Linked DNA regions of Drosophila melanogaster: region 1 is linked to region 2. Evidence: chromatin contacts called from public Hi-C data. All regions are on one chromosome and are shown on one strand. Each heading gives the region's core, a stretch centred on a gene start, on an enhancer-like site or on the middle of the called end of the contact. The rest is flanking DNA. Distances are from core to core; before and after follow the strand shown.

Region 1 (6,306 bases), core at 2,432-4,931, 160 kb after region 2:
AAAACAATATTAAAAGACAATATTTTATTACGGACCACAAAACTGAACTACTTACGCGCATCCTCGTCGGCGGGTTTATAAAATGATAGACCAAGCGATACTAATGCAGCTACCTCTAATATAATAAGGGTCACATCTTGAAGAGCCTCCCAGACTAGAGTCAAAAAGGTCTTTGGTGGCTTCGGTGGTATAACATTGGAACCGAATGTTTCACGTCTATGCTCTTCGTCAGCTTTCGATCCACTTAGGCCTTATGGTAATTCAATTAAAGTATTGTAAAAGTAAACTCAATATAAATTAAATACATTAATATTGTAAATAGAGAAAAACTTACCTTCATTGGGAGATGTGTATAACTTTTTACATAGTTCGTGAATGCCACCATTTTCAGCTATCTTCATTACACCCTCACGACCACGATGCTCCATGAGCTCGCGCAGTTGTTTAAGTGAAATTCCATATTGCGCCGGTCTTCCATCTATAGTGGCCATTTGTTATGGTCTTATCTGTATTTAAAAATGTATAAATTCAACAGAAGCCTAACATCTAGATAGCGCAGATAATTTCTTTATTTTTAAAAGTACTTCCCAACGAATATTTTCTCTAGTTAACGCGCAAGGGAGTAATAGGAAGATATGCAAATGGACCATTTATGTATGTATATATTTTTTGCTTTCGAGTATCTGAAATTTGAATTTATTAAAAAGTCGAGAGCACTACACCGCTAGATAACCAAGACAAACGGTAAAACGCTCTGCCGAGACACCGACGATCGCGGTAGGCGCCAAATTTTTATGTGTGATAAAAGGTAATGAAAATAATGTGGATTTAGTAGAACACGAAGGCAAAAGAAAATATAACTGTGGTCTCATTTCACGGATTCTTTGCTTTAGTGAATTTGTTTGTCAACATACAATATATAAATCGCACTAGTCTTAAATTGCGTACTAAATTGAAAGTTATTTTTGTATCTACTGACAATGGATCCGTTGACCATATAATTTCTTTCAAACCGTAACTGTATATATGTACGTAACAATTTGAACGAACTTCGCGGTTTTTGGGAAATGCGGATCAGTTGTCTATATATAAAAGTGTGCCATGCAATTTTTGTGAGCAGTTTCTGAGAGCTGCGCATACACTAATATAATTAAGAAATCTCTATTCAAATTGACTTATTTTAGAAGCCAGACAACATGACAATTTTCAACGTGTAATTCTTAGTGCTAAAATGGCACTTAGTTATTGATCATTTATAAAAACAATAGATTTACTTGTTAGTAAGCTGTTGTCATACAAAAAAGGAACGTGTGTGACGCATTGCCGTGTTCAAGATAATGCAATAAATATCTAGCTAAAAGTAGATCGATCCGATTCGTTTCTTTCCAGGAAATTGTTATTAAATAATCTTATTTTTGTCAACGATAAGCTTCCAATCTGATTAAGACAATGGCATAATACTATTAAAAATCAATTTTGACCGAATTATGTAAAAACTTTAGCATAGCATAGTCAAATATTCTAGTGTCTTTGGCATAGTTGAGTTCACAAAGATATCCTAAGAAATTTTTTTATTTATGATTCATATTTATATATCATATTCTAGCAAGAAAGTTACACAATGGTTTGACTGAGTAGTCAATCTCGACTACACAGTCAAGCTTTTTACACCCGTTTCTCGTTGAACAGTATGTAACAGGCAAAAGGCGTTTCCAAACATATAAAGTATATATTCTTTGATCAGGATTAGTAGCAGAGTCGAACTGACCATGCCCGTCTGTCTGTTCTCAGAAACTTTAAAAGCTAGAAGGTTGTGAGAGGCATATACGCAACACAAGTTTGTTGACCGATGTTGGCACGACCACTCTAACGCCCACAAACCCAAAACTGCCACGCGAACTCTTTTTTAAAATTTCATATTATTATTAGGTCTTGTAAATTTTAATCGATTTGCCAAAAAAATTTTTATCTTTGAGAAATGATTTAATATTTTTGGACTAAATCAGTTGTTTTCGCTATTTCTATCGATACGCCGAAACCATTTTGTCTACGCCCACTCTGACCCCTAAAAACCGCCCAAATTAATCCCGTCCTCATCTTAGAGCAATAAAATAAATTTTATTTCCCCAATTTCTACCGATATTTCCACTTGGACTAGCTGAGTAACGGTCATCTGATAGTTTAAATTACATTTTAAATTCGATGCAAAATTTACGAAGAACATAAACGTATACCTGTTTCATAAGTTATCTTATTTTATTGAAATTTATTGAAAGCTTTCAATTCTGAATCTGATACTCGGTTCAAAAGATTGCGGCGTTTTCAGAGTTCTTCAGTGGAACAAGTTGATCGATTCGGAAATTTCATCATCACGTAATAGAACAGAACTTGCGAGAAGGAAAGACATAAATAGTTTAAATTAACTAACAAGTCAATTTTGATGTTCCTAACATCCAATTTGTATTAATTCTTTAAATTTCCGATTCACTTATTAAACAAGACAGAATCCTATACTCAGCTAGCGGAAATGCGAGCGTAAAATTTGGCATATAGATAGATAGTGTGGAATAAAATGAGAAAAAATTAAAGTGAGTCAACAAACTTGCTCTGCGGCTTTAGAATCTTTATACCGAATCTCAAACATCTTTTATAGTTCCTGAGATCTGGATTCATACGTTCATAGATCGACTCGGCTATTGATCCTGATCAAGGATATATATATATACTTTATATGGTCGGAAACGCTTTTTTCTGCCTGTTACGTACTTTTCAGCGAATCTATTATACCTTTTACTCTACTAGTAATGGGTATAAAAACACTGTTTTCATTTACACAATTGTACTAAACTAAAAGTTTTCATATTGATGAGGTGTGAACGATTTCCATAAATAGAATAAATTCACGCATATGTATGTACGTCAGGGAAGTCATTTTACATGTATCTATTTTAGTTCTAGTTGACAAATATTCGAGCCATTGGCCAAAATTTTTGCAACAATTACATGCTAGTCGGTAACTGGGCCTCACTCTATTTTTTGCACATGTTAAATTTACATATATAGTACACACATAGTACGTGCACATGAATTTTTTGATATGAACACACAGTAAATGAACAGGTGCACAGGAAATGTATCCTATACCGTTGATTCTATATTTCCTAATAAAAACATAAACATACTCAGGGTAAAAGTATTATAAACCCAATCAATTCAAATTCATTGAAATATTCGAGACTTGTTCAAAGGAAGTGCACCCCACCTTCTCTTCACCAACAGAAATCTTACGTCATGTCACGACAAGAGCTACATACATACATATGAATTGGTGTTGGCCATATTGACCATGGAGTAATATGATGAACCTTCGAGCAAATGAAAATTGTACACATTTGGATTTGATTCTGGGCTACTCTATCAGTAACTTTCAGCTTTAATTTCATTTCGAGAACAGCGTATGTTCGGAAAACATACAATATAAAATGATATCATGTTCATTTCCTGGCCCCATTACATTCCTTTGCGTACCCATTCGTTTAACTGTTAAAAACTGCATTTTTTTTGGAATACGTACACAACTAGAAGGCGAAATAATTGTACACGACTCAAGTTAAACGCCACAATATATAGCGAAATATTTAATATAAAGTACTGACACTGTGACGCCTTCCTTTTCAGCAGTATTTATTTTTCCACAGGGAAATATATATCGATATATCAAACTTTTACTATCGAAATCACTTAGTTTTCACAAAACTGTAATATTCTAATATCGATGTATTTTCACATGTAGTGTAAAAATAAATTATTTTATTACGCCGCGCTAGCACAAATGTTCGTGTAGCATATCTCTCTTACGTCGTAATACCTCTTCACTTTTCTTTTTAGTTAAAATGTTAGAAAATCGGTTATGCCTACATATAAGTTTACACTGAACTGCGGCAAAATCTCAGCGCCACAGTTATTTAAAGAGAAGTATTTGAAAGATAGCTGTCCAGCTGTTTGTCTGAATTGTCGCATCAACTTATCTTTTGCTTGCCTATCTTACGTTAGTACTGCGACGATCACCTTCTTATGAGATAAGAGCATAAACGTTTCTTTACACTCGGAAAATATAAATGTAATTGTGTTAAAAATATATTGATTGGCACTATCACATAAAACAAAACCATGTTAAAAGCCAATACATAATTTATTATTTATTAATAAAGTCCATACTTCTGAAACCAAGAAATCGGAACGAGTTTACATATACCATAGGAATATTGTTAAAGCATTTACATATATACATTTAACATTCTATACTCTCTATTCTAAAACACCCAAACATTATGTATAATGCATAAAACTCGTTGAAAACTACATATTTTATTTGTAGAGTAATAGGGTGTACAAAATTCCTTGAAAAGTATAAAACCTTTTTCATTCTTTTCAATACCCTACGGACCATTAATTTTGAGAACCAGCATGTCCTTGTTTCGCTTTTGCACTTTGCATCGATTGAATTAGAAGAGTACAAACAACGACCTGTCCAGAAATTATTGTATATATGTATATGTATGTATATACATATATGTATGTATATCATTTATATATGATTTGATTCATATTCGCACCACAAATATTAATTCGAAAATGATCGTCAAAGTAAACATTATTTCCGACACTAAACCTCACTTAACTTATGTAACAACAATCCCTATCTAGATTTATAAAAGAAAAATTCTCTAGACTTCAAATTATTTGTGTGTTCCATTGCGTATGAACTCATTTCTGTTGAGCTGTTATAAAATTATTAAGTTTCTATTAAAAAGTAATAATATCTTCAAATATTTTTTCTGCAGTGGAAACATAGTGGAATGCTAATTTTGTAAAATACGCTTATATACTGTTTCCGCTTTTGCGGTCAAATAAGTGGGCAATGTTCAGATTTTAGCTTAAGCAATCTATGTATCGATATTTTTCTTCTGTAAGTTCACCTCTAATAAGTAATTGCGTGTGTGAGGTCTCAGTTCGGCTTTTAATTTTGATAATTCTTAATAGTGTTTGTCTTTTTGAACATTAAAAGTGAAAATTGTCGTATAGCATTTAAATATGAACTTCATATAAAATATCTCTCAAATATCAATTATTTTCCAAGATTTGATTGGCTGATTTGTTAAAGTTTTTGCGCGTAGACCTAATCCATTATAGGGAAGCGTCTAGTTCCAGCATTGCCAGGCCAAAATAAATTGTGCATTACATAGAGAATGCCTTTGGGTTTTTAGTATTTTACAATTAAAGGAAACACATAAGCACAAAGCCATTCGGTATATAAATACTCCTTTAAGTATCAGCATACCTTTGTACTAGCTGTTTTTAATGCATTCATATTTAGTATATGGTAATCATTTTTAAACATATTTATTCAAACTTTAAAAACTCGATTTAAACTGTATTTTGAGGAAATTCAGTGCTTTGATCGCAGAAGTTAAACTACAAGTAATAGTTGTGGGTTTTAAAATCTTGTCGGATGCTTTGTTTTTGTTTTGAAAGGTTTTGCATTTATGAAGCTAAGAACTAAATAAGTGTCTTTAAATCGTAATAATATATTTAAATTTTAATTTCCCAGATGGACTACGCACCGTGAAAGGAAATGCAAACCTAATTTGTAGCTGTCTACAATAATCAAGTTATATATATATATTATCAAAACAATAAATTGCTGGCCATAATATGGAAGGCTCAGACTTTGTGGATCCAGCCTTTTCTTCAGGAGAACGAATATCGGCATCTGATCTCAATTCGGAGCATATTATTCAGGCCGAGAATCACAGTTTTGCTAATCGAATTTCTATGGATATGGATGTCCCTGATGGGCACCAGCTGGACAGCAACTTAACCGGATTTCGATGGAAGCGAGTTCTTAACCCAACCGGACCGCAGCCCCGCCCGAGACATGGACACCGTGCGATAAACATCAAAGAGCTAATGGTCGTCTTCGGCGGCGGAAACGAAGGAATTGTTGACGAGTTGCACGTTTATAATACTGGTAACTATATTGGGCCTGGTGCTGTTTTGCCATATGTATAACCGTATTCGGTTAGCCGAAGTTCTGAACAAAATAGTATACCAACAGAGTATGCATTTTAAGAATAGGATGTGAGGATGCACTCGCTCGATCGACTCGAATTACAACATCCGTTTATCAAATTTTAAAGTGATAATGATGATTAAGTGAAACATGTTCAATAAATTAACATATTTAAGAAAAATTAAATGATATAAAAGTAATAACATTTCTGAAACATTATTTTAATATAAAAC
Region 2 (6,514 bases), core at 666-3,165:
TATTAAATATTTTGTATATAATTTAATTCGAAATTGATCGAGTCTTACGGCAATTCAGAAGGGAATTGCTAATGGATGATCCAATTATTGTTACTGACCGATGACCTGATATGATAGACGCATTTAACAGACTTTGCACTTTAAGCTATATAGATGTATGAATGTAGATAGTAATGGGTAGTGAGTTAGTTGTTTTTTTATTTATCTTCTTCCCTAAATGTTTTTAGCTGTCGAGAACAGAGTGGGCTTAGTTTAAAATTTTAAAGCTTTTCTTGTTATTATTTTAAGTTTTTTTGATTTACAACTAATTTGGTAGTTGATAACCTAAAGGTACATAAATGAAACATTACAAATGTTTCAATGTACATGAATAAAACATTAAAAATGTCGGGCACTAAGAAATAATTGATACTCGACAACTGTAGCAGCTGACGGCAAACAGCTCTATGTCTTTCAGAGATAAACTGTTTAATAGCAAACTTGTAAGTATTGAATAACATATCGCAGAAATGTTTGTCAGATATTAAAGAACTCCGGGGACAGATCGGCTTTTTATTAAATTCATCGAATCTTTTTATACAGGCAAATTGTACCTACAACCTGTACCTATAAATATGTACGTACATACATACATATGTGATTTGTCTTATGCTTTATGTTTGCAATACGAAAACCACGGGACAAATCTCAATCTAAATTGTATTACCCAAATGTAACAATTTAACTAAAGAGAATGCTATAGTCGACTTCCCCGAATATCAGATACCCGTTTCTCAGCTAGTGTACATGCGGACGGAAAATTAATCAATTTTCTGGAGATATTGTGGAATAAAATGAGAAAACAATTAAAAATGTTAAAAAGTGTGGTCGTGACCGGTTTGGCAGCCTTAGGGCGTTAGAGGTTAAAAGTTATTTGACAAGAATAATAAATTAATGACAAAATTTACAAAAATTTTTCAAAAATGTTGGTCCTTTGAGCGTTTTTAGGGCGTGGCAACATGCGTCTCTAGAATCTATATGCTGAACCCTTTAGCTTTTATATTTCCTGAGATCTCGACGTTCATACTTTCAGACGGACATGGGCAAATTGACTCGGCTATTAATAAACGGATGTTTTACTGGCAGTAAAACTTACGAGCGTAGGTAGGTTTTAATTTATACATAACATTTCAAACCCTTTGTTCACATTTCAATGTTTACTGTGAATAATACTCCAGCGATAATTAAATTTTAGAAAACATATTCGTTGAATGTATAAGCATACATTATTTTTATATATACATAAATATGTATATGCATGTATGTATATTAGATTGCTAGGTTTGGATTTTTACTGAAGTACGATACACAGTTTGATTTCGTGAATCATTATAGTTTTCCTAAAGATTAATAAAAAAAAAAACACTTATAGCTACTACTACTTGCACAACTTTTTGTTAGAAAATTTTATACGTCAGGAAAATAAACTATGAATGACTACTTGACGGCAATGTTTATAAACGATTTGTACTGTTAGAATAGACAGTCCCCGAAGGATACTGCCAGGCAAGTGAAAGAATCTAAGGCTATGACCGAACTGCACAAGAGCTTAAAGCTTGTTGTTTTCAGTAAAAGTATGTACATAGCCATACCTAGGTGCACAGTTAGTATGTGTGAGGTATGGATTGCTGTAAGCGTTCTTTGCCATTTCAGTTACATTAAACGTCAATAAACTGAAAAAAATAACCATACTTTTTTATACGCATATACAAACACGTACATTTTGGCATTAATCGTCCATATAATCAATAACATTTTACGATGGCTTTCGATGGTTTCAAAAATAATAGATATATATATATATAGAGTTATTAGTTGTAAAAGGCAGGTTTCGTAGGTTTGGATTAATTTTCAAATAGAAAAGTAACTTACTTAGTAATGTCTCAAACTTTTCCAATCAAAATTTTATGTGTGGCTATGTGCGTAAAGATAGCGTCACATGCTTAGTAACAATTATGGAACGGTGGAAATAAAATACGTGGGCCCTTTAAAATTGTTTTTAATTAAAAAAGATTGGACAAAAGTTCCTTTTAAAAGTATCCTGCAAATTGTAGTGTGAGTACACTTTTAGGGATGGCTTCCTTCATTCTTGTATTGTTGTACCAATTTGGAACAGCAAAAAAAATGACTGAAAATATATAAAGTTAACATTTACATATCCTAAAATACTTCCGTTGATTTTGTCTCCAATGTCAATAAAGCAACCGAGAACTTTGAGAATAATGAGAAGGAAAGATATCGTTTATTCCAGGATTCAGTTTTTCTAGTTACTATATTCCATTCAGCATCAGAACCAAAATCGATCCCCGGAAAAGTTTAAATTATTCATTTGGAAGTTAACATGTCGATAACAGTAACGCCTAAATAACCTAAACAGCTACTTTTTTGGTTTGGCATATCTGCCTCGCACTCGCAATTTTAATGCAATTTTCATTGCAAAACAGCAATATATACTCATATTTGCATTCTATGAAATTTATTAATAATATTAAATAAGTTAGTTTTGATATTGGCAATACTAACAACAAAAATTTGTATATACATAAACAATATAATTTTTCGTTTCCGCAAAATAGAAAATAATTTAAAACAATAAGTGCTGTAAGGAACAAAAGAAGATTTTAGACAAATAAAAGGTAAAAAATAGTATTATACATAATACATAGTAGTTGTGGCAGCACGTTGCATATAACTGTGTCTCAAATGTACAAACGATTACGAACTTTCACTATCACATCTGCTAAAAAACCATTTGATAATGGAACTGGGCTATGACAATGATCGATATTTTATGAAAAAAAACGTGTAATATCTATATATATTAATACGAACACACAAAGATAAAATGTTTTTTCCAAGACTTTAAAAAGTGGTTGAACAAAAGTTTGTGAACATTTTAGGATAAGTGCCAATATTATACATAAATCATTCGACTATCTATCACTCTTGGCGCTTTGGAAGATAGACAGGACTTCCTAATAATAACAAAGCTCACAAAAACCTTATTCAACGCTAACAACTCCCCAATCATAAAAAATATTAAAATCATACCGCTCATCAAAACGTCCCCCATACAAATCAGCAATAGACCGAATAATAGAAAAAGCAAAGCCCATTAACTACCATTTAAACAACAAAAAATACCCGCGCAGTCCTTACCTCCCTGGAACACCAATCTCTCCAAAATTGACACAACACTCAATAAGTTCAACGAAAGCAACACGACCCCACAACTTTTCAGGAGACTTTTTACAGAAAAGCAAACGAACGGTCTTCGCAGCAGAGCTTCTAGCCCTTATAGGCCCTAAAAACCAACAAAAATAAAAGAGGAAAATTCTGCATATGTTCAGACTCACTTTCCGCTATTAAAAATCTAAACAACAGCGATCACTACATATCTCACGCACGCAACCTACTACAAAAATTCAATACCAATTTTAAACTCCTTTGGATACTAGGACAAGTTGGAATACAACAAGCCAACCACTTACAACTATTGAATAAGAAATACCTAACCAAGATGAAAAAAACTTGGTTTCAAACATCCAACAAATCATCTTATCAGACTCGGGACATACACTAATAACACACAAGCACTACCTCGACCAAACCCAACAGACAATCAGTCAGTTCTGCAACGACAAACATATTAAATATCCTTAAATACATTTATATCGTCAATCTGTACTACCAGCTATAATGTAACCTTAACAAGATTATTCTATCCATCTAGATGTAAACAAGGAGGAAGGCCTCTGCTGCCGCAGCTTTTATTAATTCACTAGCTCTTAATTTAAATTATTTGTTATTTTATTAGAAATGCTTACTTATATCTCTTATATATTTTTAATGGAATCAAGTATATACATTTATTTTACGACTAACAGTAAAAATTTAGTTTACAAAAGAATTATATATCAAGTAACAGTGTTTATACCCGTTACTCGTAAAATAAAAATGTACACTACATTCGTTGAAAAGTTTGTAACGGGCAAAAGGAAGCGTTTAAGACCATGTAAAGTATATGTATATATTCTTGATAAGGATCAATAACCGAGTCGATCTAGCCATTTCCGTCTGTCCGTATGAACGTCGAGATCTCAGGAACTATAAAAGCTATAAGGTTGGGATTCAGCATACAGATTCCAAAGACATAGACGCAGCGTAAGTTTGCCCATTATGCCACGTCTAACACTTTTGAAAATGTTTAGATTTTTCTTATTTTTATTGTTTGTCTTGCTAATTTTTATCTATATACCACTGTGGCCATGGTTATCCTTTCACCAATAAAACGCCCTAAAGGGTCACGGACGCACTTTTAAAAAATTGATTAAAATTTTGTCTCATATTATTCTCTAATATCTATAGAAACACCAGAAAATTATTAAATTTCACGTTCGCATTGCCACTAGCTGAGTAAGCTGGGTATCTGATAGTCGCGGAACTCGACTATAGCATTATCTCTTGTTATATATGTATGTATGTTATAATTGTGTGATTTGTATAATTATTTATTCGTAGCCATGAATAATAAAGAAAAATGACATGATTGTCCGACCAGGTTCAATCCAACATACACAATAACCGCAATATATAAAATCCGTCAAAATATCCAATATAAGTTACGGTAAGATACTTATATTCCAATCCTTTTTACTAAATAATAAGTAAAGATATGTAAATGCTGTATTTAATATTTATTTTTGCTTGGCTAGCTTATTTAAGGTAATTACATTCAAGAACATGCATACATGTTGCTTCTTTTTCAATGTGTACAAAGTTTATGAATAATTGTAATTCAGAAATATTCTTTGTAAATACTTATCATTATTATTCAGAGATATTAATATTCCATATTAAAATTAAAATATGTACAGTGTATCTTTAATATTAATAATTTATGTATGGCTTCCTAATACGACAGTAAAATAATATTCTTACAATTGAACACCTAAATATAATTATTAATAAGGATCCGTATATTTTGGAAGATTTAACAATAGAAAATGCAATACCCTTAACTAATCAGTACTATGTAATTAACGTTTAATTGTAACAGGCTTTTAACTTATATTAAACGAATTTAGGTTGTTGTAGTCTTAAGAATTTTTTTATTTTTATAAGCCGATAAATATAAGAGTTGTACGACTCTAAAACTTATTTTGCAATATTATGTTATACGGCCTTTTTAAAATACTTATCTTACATGAAAACCAATATTTCTTTTATGAACTTTAAACTGGCAAAATTATATTTTTTATATTTTTGTTCCATACATATGAGAACAAAATCAATTATTTTCATTTTACAAACTGCAAAAATTCAACTGAAATGATAATACAAAATATTTTTAAATCATAATCTAAAAATATCATGTTATATATTTAATTTTTCAAGTTCGTATCCTGCATTAATCGGACCGCATACTTTTTTATAATAAATTTAATCAGTATGTTACATTATTAATATGTTTTCGTGTAGAAATTCTGTGATCTTTTTATTGAGTATATTATTATATACATATTTACTAGGTAAATAATTAATGGCTGGAGACGTAATATACAGTTGCGAATGCTTGTTTTAATTTTGTTTTATGAAATGGATTTAGAACAAAATACATCTATGCAACGCGAAAATCAAATATAGAGTTTCGTATTAAAACGTTTCTAAAATGATATTTTAAATAAATATATATTTTTTAGAGTAGGCATTAGATAATTATATATCGAATGATAGGTTATAATTTTGCTTTTCGCTAGTTTTGTTATATATTTATATATCACAAGTTTGAAGATAGTTGAAAACGTCTATTTTACTACTTATTGACATAAAAGGACAATCAAAACCGCGCTTGATTGATAGTGAGTTATAAAACAAGATAGTTATCGTTATGACATGCAAAGCTATGAGTCGGAATTAAAAATCTTAGCAATCGATGCCATTTACCGTCGCACTGCAACTTTTAAGACGAAGGGATAAAACTGCAGTCCTTTCGGAATCTACATTACTTCCGTTTTGAACACAATTTGGATCGTCTATGGACCGAAATCGTAGAAAGCCTTGGTCTGCTACAAGCATACTATCAGAAGCACTGGATGTTGTGCATGAATTTGAAGATGCAGACGCCACTGAAGCTGATGAAGTCGTGCATAACTCCGACCTATGCTTTCCATTATTTGGCATATGTAATTGTGCGCGATAATTGGAATTTTTAGTTGCCGCTGACCCGGCAAGTGATGGTGTTTTTGTGTTCATAGATATAGAATTTGGTGCCGTATCTTCAACAGGAATGACAAAACCATGATCGTTATTTATCAAGTTTGTACACTCTACATTATTTCCCGATATAGTGTCATCTTCTTCATCTTCTTCATCCTCGGAATTGTGACCATAAGGTAACTGTTGTAGATGGTTCTCCCTTATGGGCATACTTTTAAACAGTTCAGTTTCACTCTCCAATGACCTTAAGTTCGAA

The links. A called contact is a pair of places that touch in the nucleus more often than the background predicts.
Region 1: a Hi-C map of the Kc167 cell line shows a contact between it and region 2, with 3 times the contacts expected there. The contact joins the promoter of PMCA here to the promoter of Abcd1 in region 2. A contact is called at or near these places in 51 of 107 Hi-C or Micro-C datasets (the Clone 8 cell line, the D17-c3 cell line, the Kc167 cell line and 20 more) and 2 of 6 datasets of contacts at active chromatin or transcription factors (both in the Kc167 cell line).

The regions. Positions count from the first base shown.
Region 1 is chr4:354,976-361,281 of dm6, forward strand. It overlaps PMCA (plasma membrane calcium ATPase), which reads right to left and starts at 3,682. Exons shown (of 18, transcript NM_001201587.2): 1 at 3,575-3,682; 2 at 335-506; 3 at 56-250. The coding sequence starts at 491. Hcf (Host cell factor) reads left to right here and starts at 4,963. Exons shown (of 13, transcript NM_205873.3): 1 at 4,963-5,005; 2 at 5,612-6,031. The coding sequence starts at 5,716.
Region 2 is chr4:191,914-198,427 of dm6, forward strand. It overlaps Abcd1 (ATP binding cassette subfamily D member 1), which reads right to left and starts at 1,916. Exons shown (of 10, transcript NM_166736.4): 1 at 1,632-1,916. It overlaps lncRNA:CR44441 (long non-coding RNA:CR44441), which reads left to right and starts at 2,819. Exons shown (of 1, transcript NR_123744.2): 1 at 2,819-3,987. It overlaps CG31998, which reads right to left. Exons shown (of 5, transcript NM_001258481.2): 5 at 4,762-6,514. The coding sequence ends at 5,965.